5 separate regions of the Mus musculus genome follow, and regions 1, 3, 4 and 5 are each linked to region 2. The links are chromatin contacts, called in public Hi-C and HiChIP or PLAC-seq maps. All regions are on one chromosome and are shown on one strand. Each heading gives the region's core, a stretch centred on a gene start, on an enhancer-like site or on the middle of the called end of the contact. The rest is flanking DNA. Distances are from core to core; before and after follow the strand shown.

Region 1 (2,700 bases), core at 10-2,509, 150 kb before region 2:
GTGACCAGGGTCTCTGGCTTATCTTCTGAGGAAGGACCCCCTTGGACATAAATAAGTAAATGCTAAGTAGGAAATGATATTTGAGTGGAGTGAGAAAGAGGCTTGCTCTGTCAGGGAATATAAGAAAATTCAGGAAGAGGCAGGGCCAGGACTGCAGCTTGTTCGAAATGCAACGTGAACATTTGGCTTGAGGACTGAGAAAGAGCGAGCTGGGGAGAGAAGCGTCTCTGTGGCGAGCTGGTGAGTGGACCGGAAGCAGGCCAGGCATTTTCATGTTTATTAAATAAATCTAGCAATAAATGGGCTTGGAGGAAAGAGGAGACTTTGACTTCTGCTCTGAGTTAAGCCCCACAGTTGCCTAGAATCTGTGGCTGTGGACTACTGACTCATTCCATCCTGCATGCTGCAATCACAAACCAGAGGCAAGGCTGGAGGAAGGAGAGGGAAGGTATCCAGCTGCTCTGGTGGGAAACCCAGATGACCACATCTCCTCTGCAGTTGAACCCTCACAGATCTCCTTCCCTTGACCATTTCTTTACCCATCAGTGCCTTCCAGAAGAGCCAATGCTTGCTGGGGCTGGGGTCGGGCATTCCCATAGACTGTGTCTAGTACCAGAGCACAGCCAGAGGTCTGCTGAAGGACAGTGCTGACTGGAAACCTGGCCAGGAGGACTTTGACAAGCCCTTAATCTCATCTTATCGGGGAGCATTTCTTCAGGATGGTCCCAGGGATGCTTTCCCTTCCCTGATGCAGAAAAAAGAAAGCACAACTGACGTAACTCAGGGCTCACAGGTACCAAGCAGGAAGGTCAACCCAGGACCACTGCTCTGAGTCACTAAGCCAGAGGTCTTCGAAGAGTCGTGGGTTGTGCACAGTGGGTTTGGCTGGTGGCAGCCATCCAATTGGAACGAGGATGCTGCCCTCCCCCCCACCCCCGTTCTTCCATCGCTCTAATAAAAGTCAGATGGGGGAACTGATCAGATTGCTCTCTTGGCCCGGACCCCCTTTAAATCAAACAGAGGTCTATTTTGGCTCTCTATGTTAAGCAGACCCAGAGACCTGACATTTTGTGTTTATTTGAAATGATAAGCTTAATCACGAGCAAAATGTTAAGAGATGATAGAAATGGCCACAGTAAGGTCACATCATGTCCCTGCCAAACACAATACAGCCTCTCACCCCCGCCAGGTTGCCAAGCCCTGCCACAGGGGGCCCGGAGGCGCTGGCAAATGGGGACCAGAGTCTGTCTATGTGATAATTAGTCCATGGTACTCGGCAGAGCCTGCCAAAACTGCCATATGGTAGTTTTATGACCTGGACTGCTGTTATCTCTAGAGAAAGCTAACATCGTAATCTCATTTCCTCGTTATCTGTGATGAGAACTTGAACCTTCCACAGGGCAAACAGGCCAGAGGGTGAGGAAGCCAAGGAGTCCAGAGCCCGAAGACAACACTGCTGAACTGAAAGAGGTATGTGTTACTGCTAACAGTGGTTACCCTCGAAGGTGTCCTAGGGGCTTCTCTGAAACCTGATGTGTGCTGTATATGGACTCTATTACCAGACTAGAACCCCTGACATGGGAAGGCAAGCAGGGTTGACCTCCAGAAATGTCACAGCCAGGATCCTATTTCTCTTATCGTTGTATACTTTACAAACAGATAGGGCAAGCTATTTTTTTAGATGTATTTATTTTATTGTTTTTATTTATGTGTAGGTATGCATGTCTCTGTGTATATATGCACACAACACACAGTGAATGTCTGTGGAGGCCCAGGGGCATCAGAGACCTTCCTGTTTGAATCACAGGTGTTTGCAGACCACCTGATGTGAGACCTGGGGGTGACATTTCAGTTCTCTAGAAGAATAGACTATGCTCTTTATAGCTTGACCATCCCTCCAGGCCCTGGCCCAGAATCTTCTATCAAAAATTTCTAGAGGTATGATAGACAATGAGTTCCCCAAAGCATTTTATTGAGTGGGTCAGCTTCAAGATAATCCACATCATTATCACTAAGAAAGAACTCCAAAATGGAGGAGAAAGGCTGTGTGTGATCCCTACGTCCATGTACCGTGTCTTTGCATGTTTCATCTCCTGCTTAATGAGGGGTGCTGTAGAAGAGGCAGCTGCCAAGGCTGGAATGGCTGTGGGCTCCCAGATGTGAGACAGAACCCAACCATCTCAGACGCTCTCGGAGTTAATTTCTCTCGTGAGATTTGGGGTAGAGGCTGCCCACTGCTCTGTTCCTCACATTGACTCTTCCCTTTCTTCTTCTTTCAGGATAACGAGGAGGCCAGCTAAAGGTAACACTTGATAGCCATGTGTTGGTAAGACGCCTGTGATTATCGGAGTGTTGAGAAAGAGAAACGCAGAGGTGGAGCCATCTCTTCTGTTGACTCCCAAATGTCTACTGGCAGGATCCAGGGAAATCCTCCCCCATGCCATTGTTTGTGTTCTTACTTACATATATCTGTATTTTATTTGTAGTTGATTCAAGTTCTTATGTCAAATGAGAGAAGTAAGCTATTTCAGTTTAAGATCATCTTCTCTATCTTGATGTATTTTTGAGTTCCAAGAGGCTGCCCAGAAGCCAGATGTGGGGTCTTTGTTATAATATTCTGTCTATTGCAGTCTTCTGTAATGGAGTATTCAATGTTCCCACGGAATTCCTGCATTTTTGTCTCTCACTCTCTGTGTGTAT
Region 2 (2,700 bases), core at 157-2,656:
CCTCCTTCTCCAAGGTTAGAACCTATCTGTGACTTGCCCCAGGCAGCCCCACTTGGTAAACATCCTTCCTTCTTCATACTCCAGATTCATGACAGTCTGTGTCTCAGGCCTATCAGCCCAGCTACTCAGGAGCCTGAGACCAGAAGATCCCAAGTTTGAAGACCTATCTAAGAATGAGTTCAAGGTCAGCCTGAATAACTTAGCAAGACCTCTGTCTCAACATTTAAGAAAAAAATGAAGAGGATCAGAAACATAGTTTAGTGATAGACTGCCTGCCCAGCATGTATGATGCCTTGCCTACCCAGCATGTATGATGCCTTGCCTACCCAGCATGCATTATGCCTTGCCTACCCAGCATGCATTGTGCCTTGCCTGTCCAGCATGTATGATGTCTTGCCTGCCCAGTATGTACGGTGCCCTGAGTTCAATGCCCAGTATCAGGTTCATTAGGCTCCTAGCTCTACCTCCTTCCGCTGCCTTCCCACTTGTCATTGACTTTCTACCCAACTGGAAGGAAGGAAAGCGTCTTCAGGACAGGGTCATCCTGTTCACACGTGCTGAAAGGTACCTACCTCCCCGTGTGCAGTGGTACCCAGGGAGACCGGGTTCAGCTACAATAGACTCTCCAGAATGGACTCCTCTTTCAGCCCCAAAACAACACTCAGTTTTAACCAATCCGGGCCACTCTGAAGTTGTACTCCCAGCATGCCCTGCTTCCTCTTCATTTATTGCACTATTGGGGGTGGAGCTCTATGTTTTCTGTTTGGCACCATTGGGAGATAGAATACGATAAACGAGGGCACAACTCCCTAAGAACTTATACTCTAGTGAGATCTGAGGCAATTACCCAAAGAGCGAGCTGTGCACAGCATCCACCTTCCTTGATGAGCCCAGCGGAGAAAGCAAATAGAGAAAGGTGGACATCAAATTTTCAGCAAGGTAGACCTCTGGGAAGTGACTGAACACCACCAGGGGGCAAGTTGTTTCAGATGTTGTTCCTCTCACCCTTGATAACAGCCACAATCTGGACTTCCCCACTCTCTGTCACTGTGGTGACTGTATAACAGGTGCACCATAGGTGCTCAATAAATATCAGCATTGGAAGGAAACACAATGAAGGTTATGTAATTAGTCTGCCCAGGAAGCAGAAGTTTAAAAAAAAATCCCAATACTCCAAGAAGGTGGAAGTTAAAGCAATGTGAACTTACATAGTGAGAGGAGGTTATTTGCTGGAGAACAGGTTGAGACTGGATATAGTCCCATCCCCCTAATCTGTCTCCCAAGCAAACCTAGATTGTCCCCTTCTAATCTCCAACTCTAACTGTCTCCAACTCTGCCAGAGCCCCGCCCCCTTCCTTCCCACTCCCCCTTTTCTTCCTCTTGGAGGGGCATCTAGACAGGCGGACACTCCACTGCCCCAGTGAGGAGGAGGTGGGTGCCTCCAGGGCTGCAGCCAAGCCGGCTGGGTCCTCTTTCTCCAGCTCCTCTCCCAGGCGGGACACTGTCCCTTTAATAGACTCCCTCTGCCTGGCGCTCTGCGGCTGGGGAGTAAATTTCTCCCTGTCATCAGGTCGCAGGGAGAAGAGGAGGAGTTTGTTAATGTTCAGTTTGTTCAGCCGGGATCGATGTTTGCTGGCATCGCCTCGCCCTGTCTTGTGTGTGTGTGAGTGTGTGTGTGTGTGTGTGTGTGTGTGTGTGTGTGTGTGTGTGTGTGTGTAAGAGAGAGCATATGTGGGGAGTGTGAGTGTAAGTGTGTGTGTGTGTGTGTGTGTGTGTGTAAGCGAGAGTGCTTGTGTGTGAGAGCGAGCGTGCGTGTGCGTATGTGTGGTGTGTGTGTGTGTGTGTGTGTGTGTGTGTGTGTGTGTGTGTGTGTGTGTGTGAGTGAATTCCAGATTTTCTGTCTTTCCCAAACCCGCTCCTGTCCTCTCGCATATCACTCACAGACGGGGATCTGACAGCAACAACAAACCTACAGTGAGTGATCTCTCCCCAGCGCGAATCCGCCATCAAGATCAGGGAAGAGGAGGAGGAGGAAGAAGAGGAAGAGGAGGAGGAAGAGGAGGAGGAGGAGGAGGAGAAGGAGGAGAAGGAGAAGGAGGAGAAGGAGGAGGTGGTAAAGGAAGAGGAGGTGGAGGAAGAGGAGGAAGAAGAGGAGGAGGGAAAGAGAAGGAAGAAGAAAAAGAAGAAATCCACTGTCTTCCCGGGATTGTTTCCCCCCTTATCTTTAAGCGCGAGTGTGCGCGTGGCGCGTGTGCGCCCCTCATCCCTGCCATCTGAACCCCGTCTTGGATGTTTAATAAAGAAATCAAGTGTCTCACCAGTCACCAAAAAAACAGCAAAAAGCAAAACCAAAAAAAGAAAAAAATCCAAAAGCAAAACAAAAAGAGAGGGGGAAAAAAAACCAAACAAACAAACAAGGCAGAACCAACCTCCACTTGCAAGCAGCAGGCGCGAGCCACATATCTGCCACCCAGAGAGGGGGTCTCCGGCCCCGCGCTGGAGCGCTGGCAGGGGGATCTTCAGGGGGACAGAGGCCGAGTGACGTCCTAGGAGCCACAGAAAGACGAGCGAGACTGCGGCCCCCGCGCGCGGCTCGGGGCTGGGGCGCCAGAAGTGAGACTGGAGCTAAGTAGAGCGATGCCAAGGAGGAAACAGCAGGCACCCAAGCGGGCGGCAGGTAAGAGATGGCTCCGCTCCGGG
Region 3 (2,700 bases), core at 89-2,588, 240 kb after region 2:
TATGCTGCGGGGGAGGGGAAACAAGAAAGTCTTCAGACTTTACTACATGGCCCCTGAGAGAAAGATGACTCCAGGCTAGGGGTGCTGAGAGTGTGTTGGGGACACACCTGGCCCCTGGAGCTACAGGTCATCTAGAGATATCAACCGCCAGAAAATAACTTCATAAAGATAGAGAGAAACAGAAGACGATGCCTAACGTTGCCATTGCCCACCCGCCATAGGCACATACGCTTGTGCCTGCAACCACACAGGTGCACATACAAACTGTATCGGCAACAGAAAGATCTGGGGAGAAAACAACCAGGAGGGATGGATTAGGTCCAGAGAGGGAGATACAGGAAGGACCCCAACATAGAACCTAGAATCCAGCAGGTACAGACTCAATCTCCTGCCCAGCCTTGTAACCCGGAGGATGCTATTAGCATCCCCTAGATTCTGTTTCATCATCCGTACTAAAAGGAAACTAAAAGGCAGATAGAGCTATTGTGAAGACCAAATGATGTGCCACACATTAAAGACTTTACACCAACGGTCTTATGTGTAGGTTGGTGCCCCACAGAACCTAAACATCAGGACCGTTTTAAGTCAGGAAACAAGCATCCGGGATGCTGAGTGCCCACACAGTGAAGATGCTCGAGTCTCTGCTAACTGTCTTCTTGAGAATTGATGCAAGAGGGAGAGCAGGTCCTGAGAGCCTGAAGCTGATGCTCTCCCCTCACAGTCAACCGTACGCACGCTCAACGATAGGCGTGTAGCTAGGTTTCCAAGCGGGTGCTGTGGGGAGGAATTCTGTGTTGGTGGGCTGGTCGCGGTGAAGACTGCATGCAACATAGAAAGGAAGGGGTGGAAGGTCCCCTCTCAGCATCAAGCATGATGGCATGAAAGAATTCCCAGGACCAGCGCACTCTTTCCTGTCTCCCGACTTGGCATTGCTCCACGGAACAACTTTCCACCCTGGACTTCTCTGACTCAAGAGACAGCAAATACTCTTCACCCGAAACACGAGAACCTGCCGGTTCCCTGACAACACCAATTTAGCTTCTGAGAGGCAACGGCGGACTTTCTTCTCCTTTTCTTTCTTTCCTTAATGGGAAGTGGTCACAGCCACGAACTTAGCAAAAGACGTGGGTTAAAGTTGGTCCGTTCTTGGCTAATGCAGTTAGACGTTTTCGAGAAAAGGCAACGAGAAGTGATCATTATCCATTATCTGCATGAAATATTTCAGAGAAAGAAGCGGCGTTTGCCAAGAGAAGAAGAGAAGAGCTGTTTGACTTCAAGCCAGGCAGGAGGGAAGAGGGTCACCCTCACATTCTGCGGTGTGCTGGGCGAACGTTATTTCAAGTAAACTGGGAAAAGCCCGAAGAAGTACAGATGGTGCGCTCACTCCCACTCTTTCTAAAGGTCATTCTGGACAATGAGTCGGTGTTCCTTTCCTTGGCACAAAAGAGATAGACTCCTTCCCTTCTTGAAAAGCGTGATGGCTGTGTGTGCACGCATGTGCATTTATAGAGCCGTGTGGGAGAGAACGCAGAGAAGATAAGTAATGCTATTTCCCTGCAAACAGTTGTTAGACTCCACAGTCAAAACCTCTGCCTCTCCATTGAATGAGGAAGCATCAATCCTGCTGTGACTGCTTCACCTCGGTTTTGTTTCTCATCTCTCCCCGCTCTCCCGGTCCCTGATTGATGGCCGTCTCTATGGTGAGGGTATTCTAAGCATAATGATTTCAAAACTGGAGTTACCAGAAAGCTTCTGAACTAGCTTCCCTTCTCCGTGGATATTTTCTCACTCTGCTTTTTTTAAATTGTCACTAAGATACATACCATAATAATACACACTGGCCGGAAACCTGAGGTAGCGGAATATAAAGTGTTTTTTTTTTTTTAATTCCTCAGAAACCTCTTCTGCTTCAAGCGATTGTCACCTCTCCTGACGCGAAGCCTGAGGCTTCGAGCAGAGACCTTTTTCTTGTGGATAGTGGGCCGAGTTATTTCTTCTCAAGGATGGCAGAGATGATGTAATATGCTGTTCTGTGCTTAAGTGTCCCTTCAACTACAGAGGCTCCCTGCACACATCCCTCCAGCGCCTAATACAAATGACTCCATGTTGAATACGAAGCCCCACCTTGGAGGAGGCTCTACCTTCTCAGATATACGTGATAACAAAGCTGTCTCGTAGCAAATGCAAATACCACATGGGTTTTGCTGCTTTCGGAGAAGATTTCAAAATTACAGAAAACGTAGGTGAAAACTGACTTTAGCTGCAACGTGTAGGTCACGTTGAAGCCTAAGATTCTTCCTGCTGCTTATGGTGTCTACTGTGGAGCTCAGAGGATGAAGGACTACTACAATCTGAGTGTTTTATGAACTTTCTGGGATCAGATACCCTGACCACCTTACAAACTAGATCTTATTATTGTTCCCCTGTTAGTGGTGAAGATCTTTGAAAATATCGGTACATTCCCTAGGATCACAGGAAAAACATATGACAGATTGGACCCGGCCTGCCTGGCCCTAGGCTGGTGCCTGGCCCTAGGCTGGTGCCTGGCCCAAGGCTGGTGCCTGGTCCAAGGCTGGTGCCTGACCCTAGGCTGGTGCCTGGTCCTAGGCTGGTGCCTGACCCTAGGCTGGTGCCTGGTCCTAGGCTGGTGCCTGACCCTAGGCTGGTGCCTGGTCCTAGGCTGGTGCCTGGCCCAAGGCT
Region 4 (2,700 bases), core at 19-2,518, 180 kb after region 2:
GCTTTGCTGCCGTAGTCTCTGCCTTCCCCATCACAGCCTAGGCAGAGGCAGCCGTGAATGGCTTTCAAGACAGTCAGTAAAGCCTTGCAGGCATCCACGATAGAGGATTGCTCGGTTCTACGAAGCAATGGACACTTCTAGAGCGCTTGTGAGGACTGTAAAACAATAATGCATAAACAGGCAGACCAGGCGTGTAGGTATATATGACAGGCCAGTGCCAGTGCGGCACTGAAGCCCAGGGAAGAACTTTTGAGCTCCAACCTCTGCTGCCAACTGCTCATAAGTCTGGGGTCCCCAACTCCCTCCTTTTTATGTAATATATAATATAACTATATATTATAATGTATCTAGTATAACATATAATAAGGGTTCCAGACTCTCATGGCGGATCGTTTTCACTCACCACTCACGATGAGTCCTGATGAAACTTGAGTCACATGACAGATCCTTGGGTCACATGACAGATCCTTGAGTCACATGACAGATCCTTGGGTTTACTGTCTCTTAAGGTCAGTTCAGGCACCTGGTGCTGTGTTAAGTGCTCTCCACGACAGTGACAGAACACTGTGACCAGCGGAAACTGAGGAAGAAGAGCTCACTTGGTTATGATCCCGGGACTGAGTCCATCACGGCTGGGAAGGTGTGGTAGCAGACGCAAGGAGGCTGAGGGCTTCCACTTCGTCTCATCTGCATCTAGGAAGCAGAGACAGAGGCAGAGGCAGAGAGAGATACCGAGAGACACAGAGACAGAAAGAGAGAGAAGAGAGACAGACAGACAGACAGGGACAGACAGACAAAGACAGAGACAGACAGAGAGAGACAGAGAAAGCTTCACACAGCCTTTGCTCTAGAGAGTCAACATTTGCTAGACAGAGAGCCAGCCTCCTGCTGATCTTTGATTCGCTGGCTTCTGGTAACAGGTGGGCCATCTGTTTATTAACTCATGTGGCATCTATGAGCTTTTCTATTTGGGTCTCTGGTCTCTCTTTCCTCTCTCTTTCCTTCATTCACCTTCCCCCCTCTAATCATCAATTGCTCCCCAAAAGGCTTCAACGACCCCCCCCCAGACTGCAGTAGCTCCTTGCCTTCACTTAAAAAGCCACCGGATGCCACTAAGCAGCTGGTGTCAAAGGAACAGCCACAGATCCCTCTGGGAAGGAGTTGACTGGACTCATTTCCCCCAGTCCCCAGTGCAGGGTCTGGTGGGAAGGTTTCTGGGGACTTCTTAATTGGGGGTTGCTAGGGAACATCATTATAATAGTGAAAAGCCCACGCAGAACTTGGCAGAGCGCTTCCTCTCAGGCCCAGCGTCTTCCGTTCAGCTTTGATTACTGTAGTAGGTGGCCATGACCCGTGCAAACTCACTAAGCGTCTCTCAGGCGTAAGTCAAGGCTAACAGAGTACCCACAGCTTAACATTGCTATCCCCAACACTGTTTTACCTAGGAGCACATTTCTCCACTTATGCTCCCGGGGCCTGTGTGCCCTGCCTCGCAGAGGGACCCGGGTTGCCCCAGCCCAGTGTGGAGAACAGGGGTTTTTGTTAGCCCAGGCAACTCTGGGGGCCAGCGTAGCTTAACACTGTTGTGGTTTAAGTGAATGGCAGGGTTTAGTGTCGCCTGGTAGCCAGTGTTTCAGACAAGGACAGCCCAGATTTTAGCATGCAATTGAATCACCTGGAGATGTCATTAAGACAAAAGGACTTGCGCAGCAGCAAGCCTGCTGTACCCTGAGATTCCACAGCTCCCAGGAGCTCCCAGATGTGAAACTGGTCCTCTGATCACTTTTGGGCAAGGCTTTAAGCATGGTGTTCAATTCTCTTCTACATGATGCTCAGGTCTCTTAGGGCAGCATTTTGACTTCTGTGAGACAATTGGCAGGTGGGTGATGGGCTGATGGTGATGGTGATGGTGATGATGACGATGATGCCAGGGATATGGCTCAGACGTTAGACTGCTTAGCCTAGAATACATGAAGAGTGGTTCAATCCACAGCACTACATAAACTAAGTATGTTGGCACACGCCTGTCTTCACAGCACACAGAAAACTGAGGCAGGAGGAGCCAAAGTTCAAAGCCATTCTTGGCTACATAGGGACTTTGTAGCCAGCTTGGACTACATAAGACCCTGTCTATGATTAGTTAGATAGATAAATATAGAAGACAGACAGAGAGGGACAAAGAGATAAGGGGTTTTATAGTGATACCAGTATAAGGAAAAATTAATTGGTGCTTTATGTGTAAGCAGCTGCTTTTGCAGGCTCCACTTCTGTGATTTTGAAGGAAATGAAAATGAAGACTAGTGCCCTTCCATACCGTGATCCCCAGATAGTGTCCCTGTGCACCCAGTGTAGAAGTGGCTACTTGCCCATCTTGCCCTGGCATTCTCTCTCCCTCTCTGAGTCTCTACTTGCTCATCTGTGAAATGGGAATTTAGCATTCATTCCACTGTTTCATGTCTCCGCACACTGCTGGGTTTATAGCTTCAGGAATGTTGGCTTTTGCTTCTAACTACATGGGACCCCTCAGCTGCCATTATCTCCTGACCTGTTAAGTTGGATCCCTCATACATACCGCTCCTTTCTTGAAACTCTGTTGGATACGTCCTCCTGGATACAGACCTGGCCAATTTCCATAGATTGACTTAGGTTGCCTTCCATTTTGAGCTGTCCTGCAGTTCCCCCTGGGAGGCCCCATCACAT
Region 5 (2,700 bases), core at 184-2,683, 160 kb after region 2:
CTGGACTGAGTCCCAGAGATCTGCATGCCTTTGTTTCACAAGAGATCAGAGGTGTGTGCCACCAATGCCCATGGCTCTGGAGATCCAAACAGGGTCTTCTGCTTACACGGCAAGCAGTTTGATGGCAGAGCTATCTCCCCGGCCCCTGTGAATCATTTTGCCTGCTTTAAGCCTACTTCCCTCTGCGGTATCCAGTTCTGTCCCATCTATACAGAAGATACATGCAAAACAAATGGCAACTGGACTTTTTGGTTGTTACAAAGCTTAAATAGAAATGTTTGTGAAAACCTGGGAAAGTTAGTGTATCTTTGGGACAATCTTTGAGCATTTTTCTATATCAGACTGCTTAGCATGCCAACTTCAACTCATCCCTGGAACATAATCTTTTCTAGGTTGTTTGATTTCAGATTTTTAAGATAAGGGTTCTCAATTGGGGCAACTGTTTCGCAGTGGATGTCCAGAGACACCCAGGGAAATTTTTTCTTGGTCTCACTGGTGTGAAGTGCTTTCAGGTCTCAGTGGGTGGAAACCAGGGTGCCTACTCAACATGTCACCTACCCTATCCCAGGTGATGACACACCGATTCTTAGACATCCCACATAGGAATAAACTACTTGTCTGTGTCTTAATTTTCTGTTGTGAGTTTAGCACAAAAGTATAAGCCCAACTGTTCAGTATCAGTCAGATGTGGCTGAGTTTGTCTTTTCCAGTCAGAGCCTCGAGTGTATAGAAATGATACAGCTTGATAATGGATGGTTTTGAATTTAACATGTGTGGATGATGGGATGAGAAGAGGGTGGGAAAATGAGGAGAAAGGTAGGGAAGCCATTCCTGCGCCTCCCCATGACTGTCATCGCATGAGACCTTGCTGTTCTTCAGGTGACAATCTCTGTGAAGTGGGAATACCGGGGAGAGCAGCCATTGGGAATGTTATTGTCTTCCCTTGGGAGCTGTGTAAAACTGGCTACTTTGTGCTTAGCAAACAAATCTCTGACTTGACTCACTTCTCCCCCCCCATACCCCTCACCCCCCAGGCCCCCAACCCACCCCCAACCCCAACCCCTCCCCACCCCGGTGAGACTCCTAAGGAGAATAGAATCTCACAGGGTGAGATTCACCCTTCCCTCCCTCAGGCGCCAACAGAGGTGAACACTTGGTCCATGCCCTGTGTGCTACAAAGACCTCAGCCATGCCCGCACACGGTGTGGCCCACTGGATGCCAGCTTCTCTCCAGACACTATTCCTCTTGTTTTGATCTGATTTTTTTTTTTCCTTTCCTAAGTTCAAACTTTTCCCGTCTCCTTTCCCATCTGTCTGGGAGGCAAAACTGATTCCTGACAATGTTCTGGTCAGCTCTTTTAGATTTTTTCCCCCTTTGGGGGGAGAAAAGTTGATTTCCTGTTCTAGTGAGCCATACATCACTGACATCTCAGTCTGTGCTGCTTGTCTGTGACAGAATGACAGGTGTCATTTATCACTGGGGCTTGCGGAAGCTGTGGGAAGAGCGATTGAATTTTTTTTCTTTCTTTCTTTCTTTTTTTTTTTTTCCTGGGCTGCCAGATCATTAAAAAGGGGGCTTTCCAAAGAAAGCTGTGTGTAACCCGAGTGCACTTACTGTCAGCGGAAACCTGGGAGAAGGGAGAAAGCAAAGGGGCGGAGAGAAAGGGAGGGAGGGCGGATAGGAGGAGCCAGTGCCAGTAGCTGTGCCGCTTGCCCTGGCTCAGCTCTTGCCGGTGCATGCTAAGTAAGGCCTTAAGAGATTTCCGCCTGGCAGGGGTGCCAAGGAGGAAACTGGAACAGGAAACCTCTTTGATACTCCTGCTATGCATCCCTCGCCTGAGGGTGGGGAGACACGTTCTGTACTGGATGGGGCTGGACTTGAAGTAAGATCTGCACAGAGGGCAGGCAGGAAAACCTATCTGAACTAGAGGAAAGGACTCTGTAAATCACAAGTGGAAACCGAGACCTGCTGGCAGGCTCGTCCCCCAAGGAGACATTTACAGCATCCTGTTTGCAGAAGCGCACTCGGAAAGTGCCCAAGTATATCTTCTAAGTGCATCTCTCCTTTTGGCACCATCTCTACCACCAAATGGCTCCAGGGACCAGGAAACAGACTCCTGGCTTATCAGGTTTTTTTGTTGTTTCTTTTTTCTTCCCGAAATGGGAAACTTCCCTTCTCCTGCCCCCATGGATGGTATCAAAGCGATAAAAACAAGTTACTCTCTAGTGCTAACTTTGTGCTATTTTAAGTAACTTCTTTTTATCTTATTGTTTTTACATTACAGTGTGTGTGTGTATGTGTTTGTATGTGCGTGCATGTGTGTGTGTGTGTGTGTGTTTGTGTGTGTGTGTGAGCACACTTATAGAGGTTAGAAAACAACATTCAGTATACAAAGTAGGCACTGGGGATTTGATCTCAGGTCATCAGGCTTGGCTGCAAGCGCCTTTACCCTATAAACCATCTTGCCAACTCTTCTGTGTCTCAGTTTAACCTTCACTACCATTCTCAGATGGCTGGCTTCTTTACTTTTAGCAGGTGGCACTGATATTCAGGGCTGTGCAGTTCCAAACCGCAAGGTGTCCTCTGTGGCCAGGTTGGGCTTCAAAGTCAGGCTGTTTAGTTCTGGGGCCTCTGCTCTTAGCCAAAGAGTCATTGCGCAGTAAGGCCTTTGTGAGTGTTTGTAAGTCTGGGATGAGCAT

What was found. A called contact is a pair of places that touch in the nucleus more often than the background predicts. HiChIP or PLAC-seq counts read pairs in DNA pulled down with a chosen protein or histone mark.
Region 1: a contact with region 2 is called in a Hi-C map of the N1E-115 cell line, with 3 times the contacts expected there. The contact joins the enhancer-like site here to the promoter of Tshz2 in region 2. A contact is called at or near these places in 5 of 39 promoter capture datasets (embryonic stem cells, epiblast stem cells, liver and 2 more), 8 of 484 Hi-C or Micro-C datasets (the N1E-115 cell line, embryonic fibroblasts, nephron progenitors and 2 more), 3 of 115 datasets of contacts at active chromatin or transcription factors (craniofacial prominence, embryonic stem cells and pancreatic cancer cells) and 1 of 9 other capture datasets (adipose tissue).
Region 3: a contact with region 2 is called in a Hi-C map of Sertoli cells, with 2.8 times the contacts expected there. The contact joins the enhancer-like site here to the promoter of Tshz2 in region 2. A contact is called at or near these places in 2 of 39 promoter capture datasets (embryonic stem cells and liver), 2 of 484 Hi-C or Micro-C datasets (Sertoli cells and cerebral cortex), 5 of 115 datasets of contacts at active chromatin or transcription factors (cardiomyocytes, embryonic forebrain, embryonic hindbrain and 2 more) and 1 of 9 other capture datasets (adipose tissue).
Region 4: an H3K4me3 HiChIP or PLAC-seq map of neural progenitor cells shows a contact between it and region 2, with 21 read pairs. The contact joins the enhancer-like site here to the promoter of Tshz2 in region 2. A contact is called at or near these places in 5 of 39 promoter capture datasets (embryonic stem cells, frontonasal cranial neural crest, liver and 2 more), 9 of 484 Hi-C or Micro-C datasets (cortical neurons, embryonic stem cells, liver and 4 more), 8 of 115 datasets of contacts at active chromatin or transcription factors (embryonic forebrain, embryonic hindbrain, embryonic limb bud and 5 more) and 3 of 9 other capture datasets (adipose tissue, liver and pancreatic islet).
Region 5: a contact with region 2 is called in an H3K4me3 HiChIP or PLAC-seq map of neural progenitor cells, with 30 read pairs. The contact joins the enhancer-like site here to the promoter of Tshz2 in region 2. A contact is called at or near these places in 5 of 39 promoter capture datasets (embryonic stem cells, liver, second pharyngeal arch cranial neural crest and 1 more), 9 of 484 Hi-C or Micro-C datasets (liver, muscle stem cells, nephron progenitors and 2 more), 9 of 115 datasets of contacts at active chromatin or transcription factors (embryonic basal ganglia, embryonic hindbrain, fetal liver and 6 more) and 3 of 9 other capture datasets (adipose tissue, liver and pancreatic islet).

Annotation. Positions count from the first base shown.
Region 1 is chr2:169,481,007-169,483,706 of GRCm38.p6, forward strand. All of the region lies in intron 1 of Gm34112 (a long non-coding RNA gene), which reads right to left. It overlaps Gm14249 (predicted gene 14249), which reads left to right. Exons shown (of 7, transcript NR_166520.1): 3 at 1,400-1,470; 4 at 2,280-2,302. Among named protein-coding and RNA genes, the nearest start is that of Gm34112, 13 kb to the right of the region's middle. Within about 2 kb of position 1,260, at least 18 of the 459 cell types and tissues checked have an H3K27ac peak or open chromatin away from gene starts, as enhancers often do. A contact at or near this core is called in the N1E-115 cell line and adipose tissue, where this site is marked.
Region 2 is chr2:169,631,103-169,633,802 of GRCm38.p6, forward strand. It overlaps Tshz2 (teashirt zinc finger family member 2), which reads left to right and starts at 1,407. Exons shown (of 2, transcript NM_080455.3): 1 at 1,407-2,677. The coding sequence starts at 2,638.
Region 3 is chr2:169,872,558-169,875,257 of GRCm38.p6, forward strand. All of the region lies in intron 1 of Tshz2 (teashirt zinc finger family member 2), which reads left to right. Among named protein-coding and RNA genes, the nearest start is that of AY702102, 89 kb to the right of the region's middle. Within about 2 kb of position 1,339, at least 13 of the 459 cell types and tissues checked have an H3K27ac peak or open chromatin away from gene starts, as enhancers often do. A contact at or near this core is called in Sertoli cells, where this site is marked.
Region 4 is chr2:169,813,658-169,816,357 of GRCm38.p6, forward strand. The region is part of intron 1 of Tshz2 (teashirt zinc finger family member 2); the gene reads left to right. Among named protein-coding and RNA genes, the nearest start is that of Gm34344, 150 kb to the left of the region's middle. Within about 2 kb of position 1,269, at least 21 of the 459 cell types and tissues checked have an H3K27ac peak or open chromatin away from gene starts, as enhancers often do. A contact at or near this core is called in neural progenitor cells and stem cell-derived neural progenitor cells, where this site is marked.
Region 5 is chr2:169,789,183-169,791,882 of GRCm38.p6, forward strand. All of the region lies in intron 1 of Tshz2 (teashirt zinc finger family member 2), which reads left to right. Among named protein-coding and RNA genes, the nearest start is that of Gm34344, 120 kb to the left of the region's middle. Within about 2 kb of position 1,434, at least 160 of the 459 cell types and tissues checked have an H3K27ac peak or open chromatin away from gene starts, as enhancers often do. A contact at or near this core is called in adipose tissue, embryonic basal ganglia, fibro-adipogenic progenitors and 9 more, where this site is marked.